Regions from separate parts of the Mus musculus genome. Here region 2 is linked to region 1. A link is a contact called in public HiCAR-type data. All regions are on one chromosome and are shown on one strand. The core of a region is the stretch at or near the end of the contact, and the rest is flanking DNA. Distances in the headings are between cores, read along the strand shown. Region 1 has its middle 6.1 kb from the start of Clnk. Region 2 overlaps 4930513D17Rik (RIKEN cDNA 4930513D17 gene).

Region 1 (7,149 bases), core at 2,062-4,561:
ATGCTAGCCTGGAAACAGCCAGAACAGGGCAATACTCACTCTGCTGAGGACCACAGCCCACATTTCCTCTTGGCTGCTATCACTCAGGCTGAACAGGCGGTCCTTCAATTTGTTGTCCTTTATTTTATACTAATTGCTGCAAGAGTTCTTGCCTCTTGACCTCCATCCTCCCTCCCCACCTGCATGGTCAATTAGGTCCATGAGCCTTGAGTCACCAGAGGGTAGTTCAGGAAAATTCACTAGAGTCTGGGTTTGAACACTCAGGTTCTGAGGATCCAGCTGTATTACTGAGGGGATGCCTGGCTTTGAAAGGAGCATAATCCTTTTTTTTTTTCAACAGGAAGCCTGGGAATGAGGGCCTGCAGTTGGAGGCATGTCCATCTCACCAATGGACAAATAATAGGCTACATATGTGGAGAGGAGATTTGTAGTACAGCAGAGCTCTGCATGGTACAGTAGAGCTACATGTGAGATGGGAGAGGATGGCTCTGTGCTGTTGCATAATCGAGAGAGTTAGATTCCTGTGTCAACCACCTAGAGCCCAGCCAAAGAGGGCAACTTTCCACCCACTCCAACTTTTATTATGAGTTCACTGTCCATTAAAATTTACATCTTAATGTATACTTAAAATTATTTTTAACCTTTTAAATTTTTACAGACCTCCAAGAAGAAGGACCAAATCCAGAGCTGTGATGTAGAATGTCTTCTTGGTCCCTGCATTTTTAGAAATGGATTTCCAGTGAGTAAGTACTCTGGGCAGATGCAAACTTGGTTCTACTTTCAACTTTTGCAATTTCCTTTTCTGCTTCTTCTTTATCTTCGTCTTTATCCTCATCTTCTTTTGGGAATAAGAAGAAGTTTAAGTGTTAAAAGAAACGGGGAGTTCTGAGTAAACACTCTGACACCTCTTGGTATTCAGTTTCCTGCTTGCAGCTGGTGCTGTCTGCCAAGTCCAGGCTCCTGTCAGGCAGCTGGTCTTGGGCTGCTGTCAAGCGCTGCACTTGCACCGTGAAGCTTACACGCACTCATACCCCGCAAACTCGAGTCAATTTTCTACATCGTCGTGGAAGAGGGGTGGTGTTTATTGGAAGAGCTTGTCTTTTTCTAAGGACTGTCTACTCAGTGGATCAAAATCACACTTAAAAAAATTGCAAGAGAAATCCTGCGTAGAACCTGACTTAATTAGCACTAGCTTTCCTGATTTATTACAGTTTAGCATCTGCTCATTACTGGTGCCTCAGGCAGCTGGACACTGGGCACAAGTCAGAGAGGGACTCAGCTTTCCCTAATTGTGTTCTCCTGTTATCTCCTATCCTGTGGTCCCAGGGTGCACATTGTGAACCTTCAGCCCACCGCAATTAACTGTGCTCTCTTTCACATCACAGTCCTGTCTCCCAAAATGGAGCATTTGTGTTTGAATTTAAGCTTAAGTGTCCTCCTCTGCTGGATTTCAGACATGCTCAACTTGAGCTGGTTCTGAGACACCACTGGATACTTTCTTACAAAGGTTAAGTAGTTACCAGGAGAAAAGCTCAAATTTGAATGGGCCTGATCTCTTGGAGAACACTGTGTATCTTAAGAATCTTAAGGTGTTTCCAGTTGCTGGCTCAGCTGCCCTGGCTAGCCATCCCACGGAAAAAGAAGAAATGGTACATGGATATGAGGACTCCTCGCAGGAGCTTACAGTCCCAGCAAAGGGCAGTTCAGAGCACAACACAATTTCTGACATGTATTTTTCTAGAATGGCTGTATTACACCCATGTTTAAGTCCTTTGGAGCTGCCAGGGGAAGAGGTGATAAGTAAGGGCAGACAGAGAACGTCCCTAAAATCTTTGCCTCACACCATGTTCACAAGTCCACTATTGAAGTTATAGCAAGCTTCTCCAGAAAGGTCTCATGGGTTAAGTGTCAACACTTCAGTTGAGTCAATAATTGCTCTTGGCACTTCACATAGGTTCATGCTATAATAAAACAGTAAGTCTAGCTGGGCAGTGATGGCACATGCCTTTAATCCTAGCACTTGGGAGGCAGAGGCAGGTGGATTTCTGAGTTTGAGGCCAGCCTGGTCTACAGAGTGAGTTCCAGGACAGCCAGGGCTACACAGAGAAACCCTGTCTCAAAAAAAAAAAAAAAAAAAAAACCAAAACAACAACAACAAAAACCAAAAACAGAAACAACGCCCCCCCCCCCCAAAAAAAACAAACCAAAAACCAAAACCCAGTATGTCTAGATGGATACCACTGTTATTTCTGGTACACATTTGAAGAAGCAGATTCAAATGTTGCAAGTTCTCCTAAGATGAGTGAGTGATTCATTTACCTCCAAGGCCCCCATTGTGAGGACTGGAGGCTAAAGGCACTTCTGTCCTGCTACACGGCATGGGAAAGGCATGTGGCTTGACCTTGGGAAATGCCAGTAGCACACAAACACAAAATAGACACAGCACAGTGCCATGACAGAGTGAAAGAGGATAAAATGAGAGGTTGGTCAGGACATGGGCACTGGCAGATTTACCCAAGATAACTTAAGCTTCAATCTATGCAGAGGGAGCATGTGAACTGAGTGAGATCTGACTGCAGAAAAGGAGCTAACCAGAGATTACTCCAGATGGAAGAGATCGCTAAGCAGAGGGAACACCAGAAGAGGTCCCCAATTTTTGAGTTTAAGCATGACTGATTACAAAATCCTGGCTGGTGGCTGTCTTACTTACCACCCCAGATGCTATTACAGTAAACCACTCAGCAGCTGCTGAACTGAACTGATTATAGCTTAAAATTGTTGTTTTTCATTCATGAGACTACAGAGCTCTATCGTGGTAAATGACCTCACAGTGCACTGGAGAAAGCTAAGGCAGAGGTCAGACCCAAGCATTTTAACCCAAACCTGCTCTTGGCATGCCTCTTAATGCTACATGGTAACGACACCCAGAGCTAGCCATTTTTCTTGAGCAGAGCCTTGTTTAGACAAATCTGGCTAGGGATGTGACATCATCCACAAGAAAAAGAAAATCTGCTATGGGTTGTTTGCCAAACATTTTTCCCTGAGGTTAAAAACACTGTAGTATTTTTAAACTATGCAAGCAAAAATCACTCCCCCACCCCACCCCCCCTGCACACAAGGACCCAGTTCTTGCCAAGATTGCTAAATTGGCAGGGCAAAGGGCCCCACACCATCTGTCCTCACATTGGCTGAATTCAGGTCTTGAAGGAAGAGTTGGATTAAGAAAAAGAAAAATAGCATGGAATATGGCTGAGGAATCCCATGATAGACTCTCAGGGTGAGCACTCACGGTGAACAGGCTGCAGGTAGCCTGAAGACAGACTCAGAATAGAGAAGGAGAGGAAGGAGGCTGAGGTGAATACCTATGGTGGACCTGGCTCTGTGGTGTTATGGAGGGATAGGACTGCTCACCTCTCTCCTTCATTCTCTGTCTTTCTGTCTGTCTGTCTGTCTGTCTGTCTGTCTGTCTGTCTGTCTGTCTCTCGCTTTCTGTATAAAGGAGAAGGAAATCTTGGATACTTCCCTGTCTTTAAGGAAGTCAGGAACATTATACTGGTATGAATAGCACAGTCACATTTTCAAAGCTCTTGCCTACACCATGCATTGCTTCATTTGCATTTGAGGCTACACACCCCCATCCTCATTATAACATGGCTCAGTGGTTAAGAGCACTGACTGCTCTTCCAAAGGTCCTGAGTTTAATTCCCAGCAACCACATGGTGGCTCACAACCATCTGTAATGGAATCTGATGCCCTCTTCTGGTGTGTCTGAAGACAGCTACAGGGTACTCCTATAAATAAAATCAATAAATCTTTAGAAAATAAAAAGACATTTGAGATTTAAAGATACTCATTAAAGAATCTCATCGGGACCCTGGAGCTGGTGGAACACTGAGCAAGGATGGGCTCTCATATCCAATCTTCAGAACACTTGTCCCAGACCTGGCTTTTTTCGGTCTTTGAACAGAAGAAACAAAGGCACTGTGCAGTGAAGCATCAGCACTGAATTCTCGTCAGCAGACAGGCTGAGACCTGATCCCAAGTCTCCAGGTTTTATATGGATCCTAGTAAGGTAAACACTCTCTAATTCTAGGGTCTCTTAGGGAGCAGTAGGGGCATGGCTCCTTAGCTAATGGTCTTCTGTACATGCCAGTGCAGCCATTGTAAAATTAGTGTGGACATTAAAACTAAAGAGTCAAATGGCTGGGGCTGAAGAGCTGGCTCAGCAGGGAAAAATACCTGCTGCCTTTTTGCAGAGGATGTGGGTTCAGTTCCTAGCACCCATATATTGCTTTACAACTGTCTGTAAGTTCAGGTTCACGGGATCTGATGCTTCTGGCCTCTGTGGACACCCGGACTAGCACAGTTCTCGTGCATATGTGCAGGCACTAACAATGAAATGAAAACATCTTAAGAAAGGCCCAGTGCTGGGTGTGGGAAGCACTTTCAGAGTTGGCGTTGGTCAGTAAGGTCCCATAACACCCCTTCCTCCATGCACTATTGCTCTTGCTCTTGGTTACCTTCTTGGACTTGAGGGTAAGTCCCTATTGCTAAGGACCACATACATGAGTTAGAGCATGGCGAAATTTATAAGCTCCATCCCTATAGGTTAGCTTTCATAATGCTGAAAAGTTCTATCATACTACTGGGGAAGAAGGTTCTCTATGGCCTTTGTATCAGCTCTGGCCTCCAGGTTCCAGCCCTGCTTTAATTCCTGTTCTGATTTCTTCCGGTGATGGATTGTAATTTCAAAGTGTGAACCCAATAATAGATCCTTTTTCCCTCAACTTGATTTTTGGTCATGATACTTTGTCACAGCAATAAAACCTAACTAAGATAAAGTGGTGTCAGATTTGGGCATTGCTACGATATATATGCATGACTGTGCTTTTGTTTGGAGGGATGTTGATTTTGGAGTTTTGAATTAGGAAAGCAATGGAATGGTTTAAGCATAGCAAGAACATGGAATTACAGTCTTGTGAAGATTATTTGAAGTGCTGGGGGCTTGGCTCAAAGGTTTCAGAGAAGAATTTTAGTATGTTGCCTAGAGATCATTCTTGTGATATTTTGGTGAAGAATGTGGCTGCTTTTTGCCTTTGTCTGAAGAGTCTGGCCGAGGCTCTAAAGTGAAGAGTTTTAGATTAATTATGTTGACAAAGGAAATCTCAAACAAAGCCTAGCATAGACTGTACTGTGGTTTAGTCTTATGAAGAGCATTTTGATCAAGCCTAGCAAGCTTAGAAAGGAAAAATACAAAATGTATTCTTTAAGGATTGAAGGGACACCAGGAAGTGAAATGGATTAAATAATCTCATTAAGGATATTAAATAGGATTAAGGGGGTGGTAGCCTTGGGGCAAGATGCTACCCAGCTAAGCTTATTGTTTATGCAGTGACAGTTGTAAGAAGTTATACCATGTTAGGCATTATTATGGCCTGGTTAATGTTTTCATTTGGACATAAGGAGATATGGTTGTGTGTCAAATTGACAAGGGATGATTTTTGACGATTATTCACAGTCATCAACTTGACTATATCTGGAGTGAGCTACAATGTAGAACTGATAAAGATCTTGTGAAAAGGAATTAAGGAAAAGCTTAGGTCCAGGCATTGTGGTATATGTCTTTAATCCCAGCACTCAGGTATGCAGATTTCTGAGTTCAAGGTCAGTCTACAGACCAAGTTCCAGGACAGCCAAGCTTAGGTAGTAAAGGAAATCACTGAAAGCAGAAAGTTGGTGACGATATTCTAGAACAAAAGGTCCATGTTCCAGGTACAGCAAATAGCAGAACTCAGCAGCTTTGGCCATATGGGTCTGGCTTTAGAGTAAAGAATAGAAGGGGTTACTATGGCAATCGTTGCTAGTTAGCTGGAGCTAAGAAATTAATGGTGATTAAGATGAGGCCAGTATCATTGAGGCAAAATCTTCTGGGAAGTATTTTCTGAGAGCACAAAGAAGCTGTGGTCCAGAGATAGATATCCTGCTGGCAGCCAGACTTGGTAATATGTAAGAATCATACAGATAGTACTGGTTTTGAAGGTGTGAAGGAGTCATGGAGAGTAGCTGAGGTTTGACACTGTGTGAGATCAAGAGAGGCCATTGGTGATGGTGCAGCCCAGGACTGAAGGTGTCATGCAAAGAAGTTGAGGCTTGGCACCATGAACAGAGTCTATGAGAGGCTGTTGGTGAAGCCTTTGAGCTTTCCTATGCTCAAGCTCTGCCCAGTGTGGAGTAGCCTCCTCCTGGATGCCCTGAGAACAAGATATAGTACTGTTGGCTTCTCTAGCATTATGTCTGTCTGCAGGCTGTCATGCTTCCTGCTATGCTGATAATGATAATGCTGATAATACCTCTGAAACTGTAAGCCAGCCTTAATCAAATGTTTGCCTTTATAAGAGCTGCCTTGGTCATGGTGTCTCTTCACAGTGATAAAATCCTAAGATAATGTCCATCAACAAATGAGTGAATGATGAAAATGTGATATGTATACACAATCTAATTTTATTCAGCTACAAAGAGAAATTAAATTCTAAAATTTGTAGCAGAATGGATGAATCTGCAAAATGTTATATTAAGCAAGGCAATCCAACCTAGAAAGGCAAATATTCAATGTTTACTTTCATATGTGTATTCCAGTTCTCCTCTCTCTCTCTCTCTCTCTCTGTATGTATGTATGTATGTATGTATGTATGTATGTTGTATACACAAGTGCATATATGTATGTGGAAGCCAGAGGTTAATGTTGGCTGTCTTTCTGGATTGTTCTTCACCTCATTTTTTGGGACAGTCTCTTAGTGTATCTGGAGCTTTTCTATTCTACCAGACTGCCTGCAATGATCTAATGAGTTCCAGGAAGCCATGCATCTCTCTCTCTCTCTCTCTCTCTCTCTCTCTCTCTCTCCTCCCCCAACCCATGTTTGGGTTACAAGATGCATATGGGCATGCAAGGATATCCTTGGGTCCTTATGATAGAGGCATTTTTATGACCAAGCTGTCTCCCCATCTCCCCAGCCCTAGGGGAAAAGTGTGTGTGTGTGTTTCTGTGTGTTTTAGTGTGAATATAGGTCATGAACCTAGAAAGGGGATCATGATAGGGGAATGATTTTTTTTGAGGATGGAGGAAGGGAAATTGAGCTCACGTGACATGAA
Region 2 (7,149 bases), core at 2,786-5,285, 610 kb after region 1:
CCCAACCCTAACCCAGGTCACACATCCTAAAAGAGTCAACTCACCTTCGTTCTCACTAGAGTCTTCTCTGAAATAAAATTCAGAATTTGTTAGAGAAAGCCTCAGTTGTACATATTTTGGGATAAAAATCAAACCAAAAGGGTTAGCAAGAAGCTATACCTGGAGGCAGATAGAATATGGCTAAGGAACCCAAAGGACTAAACCACAACCCTTACACTATTAATAATGAAACACTCTCCCCGTTGGCTTCTGTTCACTCCTGTCTCTATATAATTAGATGTAAAATGTAAATTAGACTCTATAGCTCTCCTGCTTAGAAGTCTCAAAACTTTCCCCTTATATTGGTGTCAATTCCCAACTCTGTAGCTTCCTGCACTTCAAACTGAATGTATTCCATCTTCTCCTTGAGCCCAGCAGCCTTTTGTGCACCACAGGTCTTCAGGTCTTTGCATCTTTTTTCTCAGAACTCTGCATGATCACATCTTTCCTCACACAGGTCCTCGACACTTCTATTACTTCTTTCAAGATGGCTTCTCTGAAAAGCCCAGTGTAACACAGGAGTATCCTCAACTCTGTTAGATCATTTTGCATCCTCCATCTCCCCACATAGGGCTTTTTCATTGTTAACGTTTCTTGTTTATTCACTCACTGTTCATTTTCAATTTGTCTATTTCCCTCCTGATGTGCTTGGTACATAAGAGATGCTCAGTAAATAATGTCTAGCTCCTTGGGTGGTCTTGCATGAATTACTTAATCCCCTTAGGTCTCAGCTTCCACATTTAAAACTGAAGATATTAGACAAGAGGATCCTTGAATAAGTGTATTTTCTACCCTGTAGCTGGATTTGTGAGTTAGAATTGGGATAGAGGAAACTACAGTTTGTGGATGCGACAAAGGATGAGCTCTTGAGGCGCCAAAGCTGATTAGTGATGTGAAGCTGAATAAGAAAAATATAGCTGGTAACTCTAATGAAGTCCATAGCTATTGATGTCAATGCATTCAGATTTCACAAAAAGGAAATGCCATTCTTTTAGGTGATGGCTAAAACGACATCAGAAGAAGACCAGGTATTTAGGGAGGGCCTTGAAAGGTGAGCTAGTTAAAGACAGTCCTGCTATTTTAAATGACAAGATATATTAAGGGTATTTTTATCTTGATTATTTTAAGATCACCCTCCCTTATCTCTGGAGTTGGGGTAAAGGTGATATGAAGAACTGGAGACTCAACTGCAGCCCTTGAGGGCAGGAGTAGTGATTGTTCAGACAGAGTAAGGGTACCCATTTCAGCTTTAATTATATGTTTTATTGAAATGTATTTGAAACATACTAAAATAATCACTGTTTGGCTGAAATTAAAATTAGGCTGAGCAGGCTTCAGTTTTATTCAGAAAAAGCTGACAATCTTAGTTCCAGGACATCAGGTGACAATATTGGTCCTGCTTAGCATTGTGGGTTCCATAGGATTCAGAGTCCAGTTCCAAATTCATCTTGAGATTATGGAAACTGAATTTTGCTGACCTATAACCTACCAAGGTTAACTCTTAAACAAGAGACACATATCTTCCTGTGCTGAAAGAGAACTTACTCGTTGCCTACTATCTCTTTATCAGTTCCCTTCCAACTCTCATAAGAACCTCACTTTTGTTTGATATCTTATGTGGTTATCTTTCCACTCACTAAGGGACTCACTGCCACTTACTGTCTGTCCATTATGCAAGGACCAAATTTACATCATAGCTGAAATAACATATCTAAGTTTCATCAACACTGGTCATCACTGACCTTATGTTGGGATATCAGATTCCCAAATGCTAAGAGCCCACCACTTTACTGTATTTTGGTGTCATCACACTGTGACCTCCGTTATTGTCTCCATATGTTAACAGGGAGAGTGATATAGCCAACACCAAGTCCACTGTCCTGGGTGGAGAGTATCGCCTAATTCTACCCCAATTGGATTCCTCCTGGAGACTTCCAGCTATTTCCTCAGCTCCACTCTGTTCCAATAGGAAGGGTATTGGGCTTCCTGCTCTTTTGACTATTTTCTCTTCTCCAGGTACCAAGATAGTGATGACTGTTTGTTTGTTTTCTTCTGTGGAAGCCCAGGGTCTAGCATGCAGAAGCTGCCAACAATATTTGCTTGATGATGCAAAGAATGACAACATAAGCATACAAAGTAAGACCTCCAAGAAGAAGAAGGACACCAGAAAAGCTTATTGGTCTAAGCTCATTGGACCCCTAGGAATCTCTGTGTATCTGGTTCTGTTAGAAGCATCCCACTGAGCCTTGTGGAGGAAGTAGCTGAGATGCCTCATTTCTTCCTTTCCCATATCACTGAATCCACATGGCTAATTCTGAGATCCAGAAGGGCTCCTCTGTGAAGATTTCCTCTCACACTGAGTTAGAAACAGAAGTAGTTATATCAGACACAAAGAGACAGCTGCTCTCTACATGCTGGCCACCTACTGTGTGTCATTCAGGTTTGTCTCTCAGAGAAAATGCTCCTGTCACATTTTATCTCCTGGGCTCTTGAACATTGGTAACTTTGAACAGGTAAACTGATGCAACTTCCTGAGGATAGGTAGGCCAGCATACTTTTTTGAAAGGACCACCCCATTTCATAATAACCCTCTTGTTCTCTTGATCATTGTCCAAGTGCCCCCAAAGGCAGATCTACTTCATAAGTGTTCTAGAATTCCATAACTTGTCCCAGGAGCCAATAACATTTGCTCTGAATTCCATTGTGTCTGGGTAGTAGAATATGTTAGTGTGTGTGTGTGTGTGTGTGTGTGTGTTTCTGTCTGTGTGATGAATATGATAATATTACAATGGAAGTATAGTTAACAGCATTCTATTAGCCAGAAGTAAGAGTAACAAGGCATAACGAATATCCAGAGTTATCCAATTAAAGCCAGACAGAGCACAGCTGAAGCCTAATCATTCTGAGAACAGGATCAATTTTGTGATGTCTATTCTGACAACTATTTTCAAGAGTTTTCTCACCCATCTCTGTACTAATATCTGCTGAGTTCTTGATCATGAGCTTATTTTCTAGATGAGAATATTGAGATTCAATGAATTCAAAACTATACACAGACATAAAACTAATTAGCAACAAAGTCCAAGTTCAAGTTCAAATAACTGTGATATAAATACACATTAAATAAATGCAATTCAGTGAACTCATGTCTTATGTCCACTGTCTGTGAAGTGAATATACTAAATGATCATTATGGATATTTTCAAATTTAACAATCTTGATTCCCAGAGAGTGAGGCAGAAAAGGATCAAAAGTCTGAGGCAATCATGGATTACATAGCAAGACTCTGTCTCAAAGAAAAGAAAAGAAAACAAAACACAAACAAGCAGAAACTCCCACAAAGAATAAATTAATTAATAAAAATAATGGGAAACCCTCAAGGGATTAATTCATGAGGTTATTCGACAAAAATCTATTCAGACAAGGAGATTTAGTAGACACTCAGGAAAATGGCAAGCAAAATCAATAAATACTCTCTCTTCATGAAACTTACTATTTAATCAGAGGCAGATGAGAAAATGGACAAGAATCCATTGTCAGAAGTGTTTTTCCAGAGAAGAAGCCAGGCTTCCCAAGAAGAAGCTAAACAAAATGAGTAACCAAAGCATGGATGCCAGAAGAGAGAGCAGAACTGGCAACCAATAACATAAATTCCAGAGAGACAGGTCAAAATGGAGACTTGCAGATAAATGTGGGCCAAGTTATAGAGGATAGTGTCACCACATCAAGGGACTGGGCTTTGTGTGGTTTGGAAAACAACCAGGAGAACTGTCTGGAAAAGCAGAATACAGATGCCCATCACTAAGATGCAGCACTTCTGGGCTTTTGAAGACATAGGGCAACCTCTCTTGCTTTGGTTCACCTACTGTAAATGGGGGTATTAATACAATCTACCACCTTAGAGTCACAGAGAGAATTCCCATCATGCTGAGCAGAAGCTGTGCAGCCCCAGAAATCCTTGTTTTTATTTTCATTTTAGTCTAATCACTGTCATGATCCTACTGTGTTATGACATCATCCTCATACTTTGTGGCTGAAGGAGTCTAATACAGCTTAGAGACAAAATCTCCCTGTACAACTGGAAGATTTTCAAATAGAGCAGCATTCAGAACAATTCACTGGTCAACCTCCTCTATCTACATCATACCTACAGTGATGGCTTCCAGACACGTTGAAGTAGTTCAGAGAATATAGTTACATCTTTGCCTATGCTACAAGATTACATGGGGAGGATCCCAGGAGAAGAGCCAAACAGGAAGATAAGAATAGAAAGTCATAAGTCCCTGTGAAGTCAGTCATAGTGAATGGTTCCAAGAACATCACATTCAATACCCATCACAACAAGAATGGGTCTAAAGATGTTTGGTACCTGATTCCATTGTTATACCATGACCTCCAGGAACAGGTTTCCATGGAGCTGAGTACCAGGTACCATTCAGAAGAATTGTGTTGTGAGAAAGACAACAGCACAGCATTCTGTCACTGCCTATGGGCCTCATGTCTTTACATTTATCAATAGTCACCAAGCCTATTCTTCAGCAAATCACAAATAACTTGGACTAGATAATAATGAAACAAATACCAATAACAAAATCCAGGCACAGTGGTGTGGACCTGTAATCTAGGCAATTAGGAAATTCAGAAAGAAAGATCTGGAGCTCCAGAACATCATAGGCAATGTGAGACTTACTCTCAAACAAACAGACAGACATTCCTAAACAAATAGGCAAGCAAGCAAGCAAGCAAACAAACAAACCAAGTACCAAAGGAATGTCTAAGTTCAAATGCTGGCTTTGTCTTCAGTTTGGCCTGGACTCTGTTCTCTCTCTCTCTCTCTCTCTCTCTCTCTCTCTCTCCCTCTCCCTCTCCCTCTCCCTCTCCCTCTCCCTCTCCCTCTCCCTCTCCCTCTCCCTCTCCCTCTCCCTCTCCTCCCTCTCCCTCTCCCTCTCCCTCTCTCTCTCTCTCTCTCTCTCTCTCTCTCTCTCTCTCTCTCTCTCTCTGTGTGTATGTGTGTGTTTGTTTGTGTGTGTGTGTGTGTGTGTGTGTGTGTGTGTGTGTATGAACTCACAACTAAGAATTTCATGGCCAGTTCCTGCCATTTCTAATTTTCTTTTCTACATCTGTGCTGCTCTGTTCAGGAAGTAGGAGAGGATCCACATGTGTGGAAAAAGAAACTAAAATGAACCAGAATCAATCTTTTTCCTCCTTTTATTGGATATTTTCTTTATTTACATTTCAAATTTTATTCCCTTTCCTTATTTCCCTTCCAACCCTCCCCTGGTTCACTAACCCACCCACTCCCACTTCCCTGTCCTGGCATTCCCCTACAATGGGGCATAGAGCCTTCACAAGGCCAAGGGCCTCTCCTCTCAATGATGTCCAACAAGGCCATCCTCTGCTATAAATATGGCTGAAGCCTTGAGTTCCTCCTTGGGTACTCTTTGGTTCATTGATATAGCTGTCTCCTGAGAGGCTCTGCCAGTGCCTGACAAATGCAGAAACCATCCATTGGACTAAGCACCGGGTACCCAATGGAGGAGCTAGCAAAAGGACCTAAGGAGCTGAAGGGGTTTACAGCCCCATGGGAGAAACAACAATATGAACCAACCAGTACCCCCAAAGCTCCCAGGGACTAAACCACCAACCAATGAATCAATCTTTCTAACTAGCAATCAATGAATCAATCTTTCTAACTAGCAAATGACATCAGTTCTATAACCACCTACTTGGAATTGTCAGAGGTAGCATTGCAGCACAAGTTTGTGGGAATATATAGGCTACATACAAAGGTGTAATAGCCCTAGGAACAGGTTAGTAGAGAGAGTTCATACAGAAGCTTTGTGGCTAGTCTGGATAGAAGAGTCAAGAGATGGACTTCTCAAAGGCTACAAAAGCTTAAGTCCTTTTTCCTTTCCTGTTTCCATTGAGTCAAATACAAAACATACAAATTCTCGCTCTTTCCTGGTCTACTAAGCATGGGAATACCCATGTCTGACAGAATGAATGGTTGTGAGTCCATCCTTATTTGTTACCAGTTCTATCACTGTGAGAAACTCATTCAACTTCTGTACTAGTCATGATCTACAAACTGTAAACCAATAGACACAAAGTCCCACTACACGGAGTGCAGTACCCAGAACAATGATACTTACATAATCTAGGAACTTTTAGATGGATAGTCTCAGGTGACACTCTAAATTTGCTGATCCAAAAAGTCCATCTTGTCAAAGGCCAAGGTGACCCTTGAAGCCCTCAGTGTTGCAGTTGTCTTATTGAAGCTTAATTTCTCTCAGCACTACCAGTTATACTATAATGATCTGCTGAGTGGGTAAAATGTAGATTCCCAGCACAAAAGTAAAAAAAAGTCCAAGTGCAGAACTTGAAATTTGGACATTTAGCTGGCTATTCATGTATGATGAAGGAAGGTTTTATCTTACTCACTGTTTATATCTGGGTGTAGAGAGCCCCCAGGAAGTAGGCTTGGATGTTTGAATACCTCTCTTTCAATTTTGCTGTGCAAAAAATTAATCCAAAAAAGTGAAAATTCTTCTTTAAACTATAAAGCCTCATTACATGCAAAAGAACATTTCATACCTCTGTGAGGATTGGAAACAGGGTGAGATTGGTGCTTGAAATGAAGACAAGTGATGGGAAAGAGGGACAATGGGAATGTGGGAGAAATAAATCAGAAAAGACATCAGGCTTTAAGGCAAATGCGTGTTAGGTGTGTGTGTGTATGTGTGTGTGTGTGTGTGTGTTTGTGTCTGTTTGAGATAGATAGGTAGGTAGATAAGTAGATAGATAGGTAGATAGATAGATAGATAGATAGATAGATAGATAGATAGATAGATAGATAGACAGATGATCAATAGGTAGGTAGATACACAGAAAGACAGAGAAAGAGAAATAGTGAGACACACAGATACAGAGAGACACAAACAGACAGAAAGAGACAGAGAAGAAGTAGAAGAGGAGAGAAGGATGGAAGAAACAGGGAGGGAAGAAACAAGAGAGGGAGAGAAGGAATGGAGGTAGCAAGATGGGAGTAGAGAATGTGTGTGAAGGGAGAAAACCGAGAACAAATAAAAGGCTTTGGATCAATGAAGGCCG

What was found. HiCAR-type assays count read pairs that join an accessible place to other places.
Region 2: a HiCAR-type map of fibro-adipogenic progenitors shows a contact between it and region 1, with 5 times the contacts expected there. The contact joins two enhancer-like sites. A contact is called at or near these places in 9 of 39 promoter capture datasets (the 3T3-L1 cell line, cranial neural crest, frontonasal cranial neural crest and 5 more), 1 of 115 datasets of contacts at active chromatin or transcription factors (fibro-adipogenic progenitors) and 2 of 9 other capture datasets (adipose tissue and embryonic stem cells).

Annotation. Positions count from the first base shown.
Region 1 is chr5:38,879,235-38,886,383 of GRCm38.p6, forward strand. No RefSeq gene overlaps it. Among named protein-coding and RNA genes, the nearest start is that of Clnk, 6.1 kb to the left of the region's middle. Within about 2 kb of position 3,312, at least 47 of the 459 cell types and tissues checked have an H3K27ac peak or open chromatin away from gene starts, as enhancers often do. A contact at or near this core is called in fibro-adipogenic progenitors, where this site is marked.
Region 2 is chr5:39,487,881-39,495,029 of GRCm38.p6, forward strand. All of the region lies in intron 3 of 4930513D17Rik (RIKEN cDNA 4930513D17 gene), which reads right to left. Among named protein-coding and RNA genes, the nearest start is that of Gm25377, 30 kb to the right of the region's middle. Within about 2 kb of position 4,036, at least 5 of the 459 cell types and tissues checked have an H3K27ac peak or open chromatin away from gene starts, as enhancers often do. A contact at or near this core is called in fibro-adipogenic progenitors, where this site is marked.